2 separate regions of the Gossypium hirsutum genome follow, and region 2 is linked to region 1. Evidence: chromatin contacts called from public Hi-C data. All regions are on one chromosome and are shown on one strand. Each heading gives the region's core, a stretch centred on a gene start, on an enhancer-like site or on the middle of the called end of the contact. The rest is flanking DNA. Distances are from core to core; before and after follow the strand shown.

Region 1 (5,805 bases), core at 1,166-3,665:
AACCAAAAAGAAAATGAGAATAAAGAAAAGTCCGCATTTTATTATTAATAATAGTGATATTTACAATGTTTTTTTTTTAATTTATATTTATAAATATAAAAATAAAAATAAAATATAATTCTACTTGATTATATTCCAAAAGTAACTTCAATTAAAATCACAAGTAATCCACAGTGGTTCGTCAAATTCACCGGTAAGTTCAACCCCAGCATCATTTCCTAGACACAAACGCCTCATATCCAGCTCACCCCCAAAATGCCACGTTGGCGTCCCATTTTCATATCCATCACACGTCAGCCTCCTCAATCCACTCCCGTCCAACCTCATCACATACAAATCTCCGTACGGCTGGAACTGGTTTGGAAACGAAACCGGCTCAGCCATCACGCCACCTATGTTAGCTGCGAACACCAGCCACTCCCCATTCGGGCTAAAACACACGTGGTTGATCCTCTCTATGTCCACGTCATTCGATCCCTTCGGTCCCGCCGCGTAAATTCTCCTAAGATCAGAGCCGTCGGGTTTAATCACGTAAATGCTGAAGGCATCCACGTTATTCGGATTATGCATGTTGGATGAAAAGGCTATGAGATCCCCGTTAGGAGACCAGCAGGGCATCGTATCAATCCAAGGGCCATCAGTTAACTTACGTATACCGTCATTGAATTCGCCGTCAACCGCATCAAGTATGTACAAATTCTTATGTCCAGAACGGCCTGAGCGGAACACGAGGGACTTCCCATCGGGAGAGCAGGACGGGAAGGCGTTATTCCCTGTATCTTCTCGCGTGAGAATCTTTACATCGCACGGGATCTCTTGAAGATCACTGTTGAGATATGAAGGCTCAAATGTGACTCGTGCGATCTGGACAGTCGTTTTAGTTGACTCGAATATTGGACCCAAGGAAGAGTAAATCACGTATTTTTCCGTTGGGCTCCAGGAGTTGCAAAATGCCACACGGCCCTTGATCAAGGTCCATCGTTTTGAGCCGTCCGATTTTACAACTTTAATGCCTCCATTTTCATCCAAAGCGGGGTTCAAGGCTAGGAAACTACCGTCGGGACTGAAAGAAGGAAATGACCCGTTGATTCGCAGCATGCCTAGATCTTTGATGGGAGACGCAACTGGCTCCAGATGTGGAACCCTCGACTCACCCTCAATTGACTTACCGCTGAACCTGTGGTACCCGAGGGACTCGGAGTCGGAAGAGACGAATGGGTTATAATGATGAAAAGCTGGGTTCAGCAACTCCGTCACTGGGTGAAAAACTTTCCTCTCGAGGTCGAAAATCTCGATATGTCTGTAACACTTGCCGCGTCGCCGAGTTGCGACTGCGATTCGTTTTCCGTCGTTGAAGGCTGCCGGACTGAAGCAGTGGAGACCAGGAGGAGTGATGCGGAGAGGAAGGACTGGGAATTCAGAAAATTCAAGAGGATTTTCTGGAAATTGTACCCGGAAAATGCTCCACCAGCCATCGTCAGTTTGGCGGTGAAAGAAAATGGTTGAGTCACCAGACCAAGTGGGCCAACCGCCTCTCTTGCAAACAACCAAACGATTATTCGGATCGGACGTTGGGAAAACAACGATATCCGTTTTCAGCTCGTGAAAATCACCTTCCCAGGGACGAGAACCATACGATGCAATGGCTACAAATGTTCCAGATTTTGAAATTGCAGGGCTATAGTCAACAACCCCGTAGGGAGACAGTCGTATAATTTTCCTTTTACCATGGAGCTCGGTTGAATAAAGAGCGGACCAGCTCTGGAAAGGTTTATCAGGTTGTTCATGAGCTGAAATGAAGTAAAGATGGTGGCTTTTGATGATGGGTCGATCGTGGAAGAGGCTGTCGGGAACAGATGGAAGCTGCTCGGGCTTGGATAGGCCCCGGCGGGTGAGGTAAATCCGGGGGCAACCCGACCGTTCAGAGATAAAAACGATGGACTGTTCTTCGTCTGCAAATTGAGCGTTGTAGTTGATGGAAATACCGTCAGTGAGGCGGTGTTCGGAGTTCGAACCTGTGATGGGAGTTTGATTAAGATTGACGGTGAAGATGTCGAAGCCGTACTGTGACCTTCCAACGGATGTGAAGACGACGATGCCTTTAGGATCCATTGAACTAGGCATGGTAGGAGTCAGTGTGTCTAAATTTACAGCTTTAAATAAGCGGCGACTACCTAAGAGTGAAGTGAATGGATGAGAGGAAAGGTAGACAGGTCGTCGGTTGTTTACCTGCTTGCGTAGGAGATGACGCAAATTTGCTTGTCTTATCATCTTCATTCTTGAAATTATGAATTTTTAAATCCAAAATTTATCCCTTGTTGTCTTTAATATAAAAAATTATCTGTCAAACGTCAGGATTGGCTACTGAAATATAAACGCCTAAACCTCCACTAGTTTTTAGATGCCACAACACTCTACTTTTCCACTGGTAAGAAAACAGCTGTTCATAGCAGAGCAGGAGTAACAACGAGGAGCAGAGAACGAAATGACAAATTCTGATACATATTCAAAGAAGAAAGGCATTTGAATCCCGAACATAACAATTCAACACAAAATTGTTGCTTTTAGTTATGCAACATCATACTGGGGGGGACACCACTAATTTTTAGATGTCACGGCTCTCTACTTTTCCACTAGAAAAAAAACAGAAGACTATTAGAACGAAATGACAAATTCTGATACATATTCAAAGAAGAAAGGCATTTGAATCCCGAACATAACAATTCAACACAAAATTGTTGTTTTTAGTTATACAACATCATATTGGGGGGGGGGGGGACACCACTAATTTTTAGATGTCACGGCTCTCTACTTTTCCACTAGAAAAAAACAGAAGACTATTAGAACGAAATGACAAATTCTGATACATATTCAAAGAAGAAAGGCATTTGAATCCCGAACATGATATAATTCAATACAAAATTGTTGTTTTTAGTTATACAATGTCAGATGAGAGGGAAAAAGCCATGCAACTTAGCGACCACCGACATGTCTGGCTATTAATAAATGGTTTTCTGGAGAGATGCTTGATGGAACATACTTAACAAGCCGAGTTCGGAGTCCATGTTCCTTGAGCCACATTAACCTTCCCATATCAATTATCTTCTTGCACATGAAACCTAGCTTTGCCCTCTCAATGGCTTTCATATTCTTTGCAATGGCTTCCACTCCATTTGCATCCCCATTACATTCTTCCCCCTCACTGTCACAAGAAAATGAATCTGCTTTTAGAAGGAAATTGCGAGAAAATGCTCAAAATGGAATGCCACTTTTCTTAGCATCCTCAATGTTATAAAGGTATGGCCATAAGGGAAAAAAAGAAGAAGCTATATTACATTGATTCTGGATGCAATTTGATATCAATAACGTCAGAAAGATCTGAACCATGATCAGCATCGACTGCCCAACTGGTAAACCACGTAATTGCATGGAATTCTTCTTTGCTAATACCCAAACTAGTTAAGTATTTTTTATCTGTAGAGCCAAGCACGTTATACGATTGGTTTACGAGGAAAAGATATCGTGAATTTTTATATAGATGTTATAGAGGCAGAAAGTTGGATTACTTATGTAGTGTTTCCATTGGCAAAGGTGATGGCAGCATGTTGCTATTGCAAGACCTCTCAAGTAACAATTAACTCCACATTGTTCAGCATTCCTTTCATTTGCCAGGCAGCATCTAAGTGTCAAATCTGTAGTGAAAAGTTTCAACATAGTGGGAGACAGTAGAGAATGCTTTTCACCGCTCTAGTATTTCGTTGGATCAATTATAACAATCATTGTGAAAATGCAGGTATAATAACTTACCTGTTGCTGGGCCACAGAGATGTTTACCAATAGCTATATAAGGAAGTCCTTGCAATGACTCAACAGCATTCAAGTTCAGATCCTCAACTGCGAAAGTAAAAGTTCATGATATGATGAAAAAAAGAAGGGTAGGGAAGTTACGCATGCTTAAAAGAACATGCTTGCCATTTACCCTTTTTCACAAGTGAATTTGCAAATGATAGGTCTCAAAGTGAAATAGAAAATGCATCTCACAATTTTTAATGAGGGGAAGCCATACAAAACTTGAGCATTCTAATCTCTACAAACATAACGCATCATAGAACTCGGCAAGATGTTCAGAATAAAACTAAGAAAGAAAGCATTGGAGAATGAGGACTCTATGGAGAAGTTAAAAAAAAAGTATCTGCAAAAATAAAGTTCTGAAAAACCTTACTGTCAATTCTCAAACGTTCTAATATCAAGCTCTCTTTTTGTCGCAAAGATCGATCAGCCTAGAAATAGCATTGGCATATTGAAACCAACAAAGGCAAAAGAAAAAATCAATGAAGGTTCAAAGAGCATAGAAACACATCCAAAATAGATGGCATGAACCTAGAGTAAATAAAATCTTTGCAAATACTACAAACTTAATCTCAATTCAATTAACCTTTAGTTTGTAGGCCTTTCTCTCAACTAGAAATACCCTTCTAATACCATAGCAATCTGCAAGCATTTGTGTCAAGTACCCTCTCCCTGCTCCAAATTCAACCACTGCTGGAACACCGTTGCTATTTTCAGCTCGCTCCACAAGTTCACACTTTTCCTTGCCATCAATCCTTTCCAAAACCCCAAACTCTTCCAAGTTCCCAAGCATTGACGCCTGTTGTGCAACATGCTTCTCCTGAAATGGCACATTCCTGTTACAAATCAACTCAAGTTAAAAAGCAAACCGACTCCCGCAAAAAACAACCCCAGCAATTCAATTTAAAATACCTCTCTACTTCTCCCTTAATCCATACGCCACAAGCTTCAGGTATCTTATAGGAGTCTTTAATATCATTACAATTTGAGCATGAACTGACTCAATCTTTCTAATCATCTCAAAGAACTCGGATGTGTTCAAGCTATAAACAGCATTTCTCTTCATTTCAGAGGTTACAATATCAAAACACCCAGAAGTGGGAATTCCAGTTTCCGGTTCTTCTTGTTCGTCTTCTTTGCCTGCATTAACACCCTTTTGGTAAAAAGGTTGGGTGCTCAAGGATTGAACTTGTTTGACTAAGGGGCATCTCCTTAGATGGCTTCCCAGGTTTTCCTGAAGCACAGAACTTCAAAATAAAGCCAAAATGAAATATTAATTTTTTTATTGTTTCTGGTGGATAAGTAAAAAGGATTGAGAGAAAGGGTATTACTGGGAAGGATCAATCGGACATGGGATCCACTGGTTATTGGTCCTCGGAGTGTGATTGCCACAAAACCTTGAAACAGTTTGATTATTAGAGAAAAAAAAAACCGAAAAGAACTCCGGAGATAGGAGGAAAGAAAAGACAAGAAAGGAGAAGAGCGATAGGGAGATCGAACTAACAAGGAATTTTGGAGAGGGGAGTTTGCACAGAATCTGCTCTTTTTGGGAACCCAGAATTTGCAGCGATTTTCCATCACCTTAGTCTTCATTTCACCAGAGACCGCTTTGGCTTTGATCGGTACAACCAGAGCTTTGTTTTTCCGTTATGTTTTTCTTTTCCATTTTAGTAAATACTAATTAGGGTAAATTCAATTAAGGGGCGATCAAGTGGAAGTCACGTTGTACTCTGTAGGATTAGAACACAGGTTCAAGTTTGAGAAATCACATTGGGTAATTTCGAACTTTGGATGTGCGTCGAAAAATAGATATCTAAATACCGAAAATATATTCAACTACAATATTCTTTAAAAAAATCTAAAAATTCAATTTATTTTCTGGAATTATAAAAAAATTATTCAAAAATTTTAATTTTTTTAAAAAATTCATAAAATTTTAAACAATATCGAAAATTC
Region 2 (5,805 bases), core at 1,376-3,875, 600 kb before region 1:
TCCTTAGGTGTCGAAAGTGGATTAGCACCACCTAGAAGATCCACTTGCGCCGCAGGAGGAGCAGCAGATTGCGAAACCACAGCCGCAGGTGGCTGGAACGACTGTAGGGTGAAACTAGCAGCCGAAGATAAAAAAGGTGAATGTGACATGGACCTTAGTAACATCTGATCAGGGAACCCAAGCATGATGAGTCTAGCTTCCGGATTCCCAGGCACAGCTGGGGCTCCTGTCATTAGTGAAGTTGGGAACTGTGGTGGGGCGCCGCACCCAAGACCCATTTGCGTTCTCATACCCATCCCAAGTGCCATGGGAGAATACCCACCCAAATGCTGTGCGTTTATATGTTGCATTGCCGAAGGCAAAGGGACCATCATCGGTGGCATATATACTCCATTTCCTATTGACATCATCTGTTCCAATATCCCATGGTTAACGCCCTCATTTGACTATATGAATCTAAAAAGAAGAAAATTGTAATGCAAGCAGTGGAATGGCTATACCTGAACTTGAAGCTGAAGGGTCTTTAAATACTCGATTGCTTCATCAAGCATCGAAGCTTTATCCACCTAAGTCACACGTCGACCGGAGTAACCGAGAGAAGTCAAAGTTAGATAATAGTAGAAAAGCTTAGAACAAAAGGTTGAAGGAGTGAATATGGATTTTTGTACTTACCTTATTACAGTTGGGTATAAGCTCTTTCAATGCACGCATCTTCTTGTTGATTTTATCTCTTCGCCTCTACATATAAGCATAAGATACCCAAGAGCTTATCAGATTTCGTTTTTTTTCCCTTTTTTACTTTTCAAAATATTAGTTAATTTTTCGTGGTTGCCTGCTACTGATCTTACCCGTTCAGATAGGTTGTGAACTTCTGTTTTTCTCTTTCTCTTAGCACCTTTGCTTCCCCGTGGAACTGGCGCTGCTTTTGTTGTTCCTTCGGCTTCTTCCATTGTTGTATTCTGCACCACATATTGACATCCTTTGAATTAGAATTAAGTTCACTGTAATATTTTATATTTTCTTATGGACAAGATAATACATACTTTACTGAGATCAGTGTCTTCATATCTCCTTTTCAAAGTGTACGTGGGACAATTTGAAGCCCCACGGGAACATAATGAAGACGATGCCACCATTTGGTCTGGATTTCCCTTAAAAGCTGTATCATCCGGCGCTAATCTCGCATTTGGAACAGCTTCGGATTGCTCGTCAGGGAATGATTCTTTTAGAGGCTCAGAATCTGGTAACGTTGGCCTCATTCGCTTCGCCATGAAATCACCTTCATTTCCGAAGGGAATATTGCTACTCCTTGGAGGCGCAGATCTGACATTATTGCCTTGTAAATCCTCAGCACCTGCAGCTAATCCTGGAGTGCGCATTGCACCAGAGCTTGCATGGTTTGATCTTAAGATGGAAAAGTTCACCCTATCTTTTTCCTCCTTTGATCCCTTAAACTGCTGCAAGGAAGAGCAAGGTACCTCGTCTTCTACAAGTTGATTGGGCACGTAGCTTGGTTTTAAACGATTGAAGTTGTTTACTGGAACAATATTAGCATCCACGCCATGACGATCCAGTTTTGAGAGACTGGAGAGACCTGATATGGGATGGGCGAAGGTGGAATCTGCAACCCCCCCATCCTTTGATCCATTCGCAGTAGAACGCGATGAGAACGGGAAACTCTTTTGAGTTACCTTGGACGATAAACCTCGAATGAGAACTTGACCATTTTCCCATACCAGCTCCATGAAATCAGGATCGCGCCTGCATTATTAGAAAAAACTTCAATCAATAAATTCAATGCATAAATAACAAAATAGTAGAGAGCTTGGGAAAAAAGAATCACAAAGAAAATCATACATGAAAGGTCCATTAGGCAAGTCGGATGTCATCCTTGGTGTTTGCAGCTGAATGTAGCTAGCCTACCTATCCTACATCAATAATGCTCAACAATGAGATTCTGCCAACAAATTAATCTCCATTTTCATGACCAGGAGTCTTTTTTTCTCTTTCCAAAGGAAGAACAGTGGTGATAAAGGACAAGGGAAAAAAGTTGAATAGAAATCATATAGATGGTCTTTCTGTACTACCCAACCAACGAGAAAACCCCACATAGACATGTTTAGAGGGGGCTCTTACCTGCTAAGATGCTGGAAATCCTAGAAATGAATGAAAGTGAAAATGGGAATCAAATCAAGCACTAGAAATAGTGGGTTCTTTGTAAAATTATTACACAACACTGATAAGACGGTGGGATTTGGAAGAACCCTGTGGTGAAAAATGAGGCGTCCACAAAAAATTGAAGCCTGTCTAATCTTAAATATGTTGTTGCGTGGAGGTTAGGTATCCACACTGGAGAAGGAGGCCAAGTTCATTGACCCACCAGCAAAGAGAAGATATTCCTAAAAATAATTCGTCATTTTTGAGATTTTTGGGACCATTAAATTGTGGTATTTTAACTAATGACTCACTCCCTGGAAAAAGAGAAGTTTCTTCAATGTAAAGGGAGCTGGACCATTTCTTTCGATCGGTTCCTAGGCAGAATAGAAGCATCTTTAGTCTCCCCCCAAAAAAAAAAATTAGGCAGCGGAAGCGAAATAGAAGAGAAAGAGATGTTCTTGAATGGTGACGTACTGATATTTGACTGGCTTTCAAATTATAAATATAAATTAAATATCTTGTCCTTTCATGTCTTCTGGTAGAAGCTATGGTGATAGACAGCATTTTAATTTCATTTGGCCGTAAAGTCCCCTTCGATTTACAGGCCAACTTTAGATAGGAATTTTAAGCAAGAAAATAAATTTTGATTTTAAATTGAGATTTGAATTCAAATAAAAAATTAAACTTTTTAATTTTTGAAAAAATGTTTTTTAATGAATTTCTTTTATCTTATTATAATACTTTTTCAAAAGCGTTTTTTTATAGTAATAATAAACATTATTAAATTTTTCAAAAAAACATTTTTCAATCTTAAAAGTAAACCAATCCTTGAATTTTTCTTATTTTATTTGTTTGTTTATTAAAATTAAAAAAATGATAAAAATTAATTTAGTATTTGTTTATACATCCTATTATTCATACACTTTAAAACAATATGATATGATATTTTATTGTTTTCTTTTGTGAAATTATATGATATTTTCTTATTGAATTAAGAGTGATTTTTTAATTCAAAAGAGAAGTGAATTTTTAAAATTATCTGATTAATCATACTATAAGTTCATGGTAATCGACAACAAACATGCCAATGAAGGGGATAGTGACGAATCATCTTTCATTATCTTGAAACTAAAAATGAAAGTTCGTAAGCTGAGTAAGACGTGGGCAAAATTTTGTATGAGCCCATAATGGAATCTAAGACACTCACGTGGGTTGGGGGGTTCAGGACCAGGACTAGCCACAGTCCAAAGTGGAGCCACCGCCAAGTGGCGACATGTAACCCAATTTATCAGTTAGTCACCACCTTTGAATTTCGTATCAAAATCCTTTCACTGAGAAGAAGAAAAAAGAAGAAAGCGTGTACTTCACGTGATCACCAATGGTTCACGTGGCCCATGTTTCCTTGTCTTTGAACTTTAAAAAAATAATTTTTTTCCTTTCCTTTAGGATTAAATTTTCCACTTCCAGGCAAGATTTAACAAGTGTAGACCAAACAAAACCGTGACCAGTCCTTGAATAAAACCAGGGGGACAGCGACGGTTCTAAGGAAGGGGCCGAGGCCACCATAATGATGATGATAAGGAAAGTTCCCAACTCAACGGACATTAAAGAAGTGTCAGATGTAGAACCTAATCTAATCTCCTGTAGAATATGCCCGAAATATTTTTAAGTCTTCCGATTTCAAGGCTGACGTGTGTGCCTTAGAAACCCCAGAAAGTTTCTGCCAGGGTCTCTTGTAATAGTGCTCAACCTAACAAAGACTCCACATTGTTTAAACACTAATGAAAAAGACCGGAAGTTATAATTGGTAATCAATTTCGTTACATCACACCAAACAGCATATGGTGGGGGCGTGCACTAGGAAAATAGAATTGAGGAAAAAAAAAGAAAATCAAATACTTATATCTCACCGTGATTGTAGATGTAGTTGCTTAAATCATGAACAACAGCAGCCCCTGGACAGGAGGATGATTGTAAGTTAAATAATGGAACACCATAGTTATAAATGCCAAAGCTCCCGCAAATGCAAGTTACAGGCCACTCGGAAAGCAAAATGATATGTTCACTATTACAGATAAGGTTCTATTGAACAATTGAGAGATGGACAAGGTATCAGGAAAATTTTAAGGACGGTCAAATTTACAAAGTCGACTTCTTAGTTCCTGGGACAAATGGAAGTCTGCTCATCGGACCTCTTTTGGTTCAGTATTTACTGTCTTTCAAGCACTCGGCTATTACATGTTTCAGCTGGAGCATCTTTTCCCTTGCTGACTGCATTAAGTTAGGATGATAAAATGTATTAATCAACCTATATAGATAACATTCAATTCTAATTTATATCCAAGAATTTATATAGTCTATAAGCTCCATCTTAAGTATGAGGACTCCACATAAGGTGAGGAAGCAAGTAGCAACAGTATCCCAGTATAAACTCTCGTCAAATATAATAAGCTTCTTATTTAAGCAGGCACTTAGCGAGCAAATTCGATAGAAGCATTATACTCAACAGCATAGATTTCAAGCCCAAATGACTCCACTGTCTAGTGGCCCCCAAGTAATGTACCTAACCTTCTCACCAAGGTCAGCTAACTGTGATGTATGGCTATATTCCACAACCAAGTATTTTGGCCAGTAGATACCCCGCATAGTGAATGGACTACACAGACCATACCTGAATTATGGAAAACCAGTGCTAAACTTTTTTTTTTATGTTATTATAAACAGAAACAACAAACGTGCCTCATGTACAGAAGTGATTCTTCTTTCAGCATTATTAAGTTGGATTTCAGCTGCTTCTTTAACGTGCATGAGAAGCTTCTGGTGTGATACTTCTGAAAATATGAGACAGAGTCAGGTGTGCAAGATACACTAAATATTATTTAAGCATTACACTGTTAAACATATAATCACATGCACCGGATTTTAAATTTAAGAGTTTGTCACTTTGTTGTTGATCAGAAATCTAGTTAGAACCTTTAATGCTACACTGTAACCTAGTTTGGCCACTAAAGTCGAGTATTGAAACTTCAAGTGTTCAAACTTCAAATGGGACCTAGAACACCGCGTTTCTTTAATCAAGTATAAAAATTTCTTTAGTCTATTGCTTATAATTGGGATACATCGCAAGATCCTGGTGATTTCATATCCAAGAACCTCTATGACAATTAATTTCTCCATACTAAAAAGCCTTGCATGAAAAATCAAGGACTGAATCAATGTTATCCCAGTGAGATGTCCCAAGAAATATTCCATGTCCACCAATTAAAACTTTCATATAAATTTAGCTTCACCACAAGATCACATGCAAGTAACGAAGGACATCATCTTATGATGGAGAAAATGGGGTTCACAGGTTTGTATACAGTCCTCACATTTTGGCTTAAGCAAAATGGAAAAACCTACACAACAAGATGCAATAATGCTCTCATGGTTAAGGAATTTATTCAAATTAAATAAAGTTCACATACTTTGTTTTTTCATGATTCCCTTTAACTCAATTTGGTGAGCTTCCATCCCTTCAAGAATACTATTGCAGTCCAAGAGAAGATGATGGATATCCTCCTTGAAGTTTTGAAGTATCAGCTTTAATTGTTCTTGTTGCTCTGTGAAAAAGTTGAGCAAATAAAAAGGAAAATCAAGGCCTTCTTG

The links. Hi-C and Micro-C count contacts between places; a contact is called where the count stands out from the background.
Region 2: a contact with region 1 is called in a Hi-C map of leaf, with 1.8 times the contacts expected there. The contact joins the promoter of LOC107953017 here to the promoter of LOC107953029 in region 1. A contact is called at or near these places in 2 of 34 Hi-C or Micro-C datasets (both in leaf).

The regions. Positions count from the first base shown.
Region 1 is chrA07:27,620,389-27,626,193 of Gossypium_hirsutum_v2.1, reverse strand. It overlaps LOC107953029, which reads right to left and starts at 2,415. Exons shown (of 1, transcript XM_016888256.2): 1 at 21-2,415. The coding sequence starts at 2,277. The coding sequence ends at 148. It also overlaps the pseudogene LOC107953030.
Region 2 is chrA07:28,220,505-28,226,309 of Gossypium_hirsutum_v2.1, reverse strand. It overlaps LOC107953017 (transcription factor PHYTOCHROME INTERACTING FACTOR-LIKE 15), which reads right to left and starts at 2,625. Exons shown (of 7, transcript XM_041117898.1): 1 at 1,858-2,625; 2 at 1,044-1,761; 3 at 849-959; 4 at 673-738; 5 at 501-566; 6 at 1-410. The coding sequence starts at 1,889. LOC107953018 (meiosis-specific protein ASY3) reads right to left here. Exons shown (of 9, transcript XM_016888246.2): 7 at 5,625-5,759; 8 at 4,897-4,988; 9 at 4,029-4,428. The coding sequence ends at 4,360.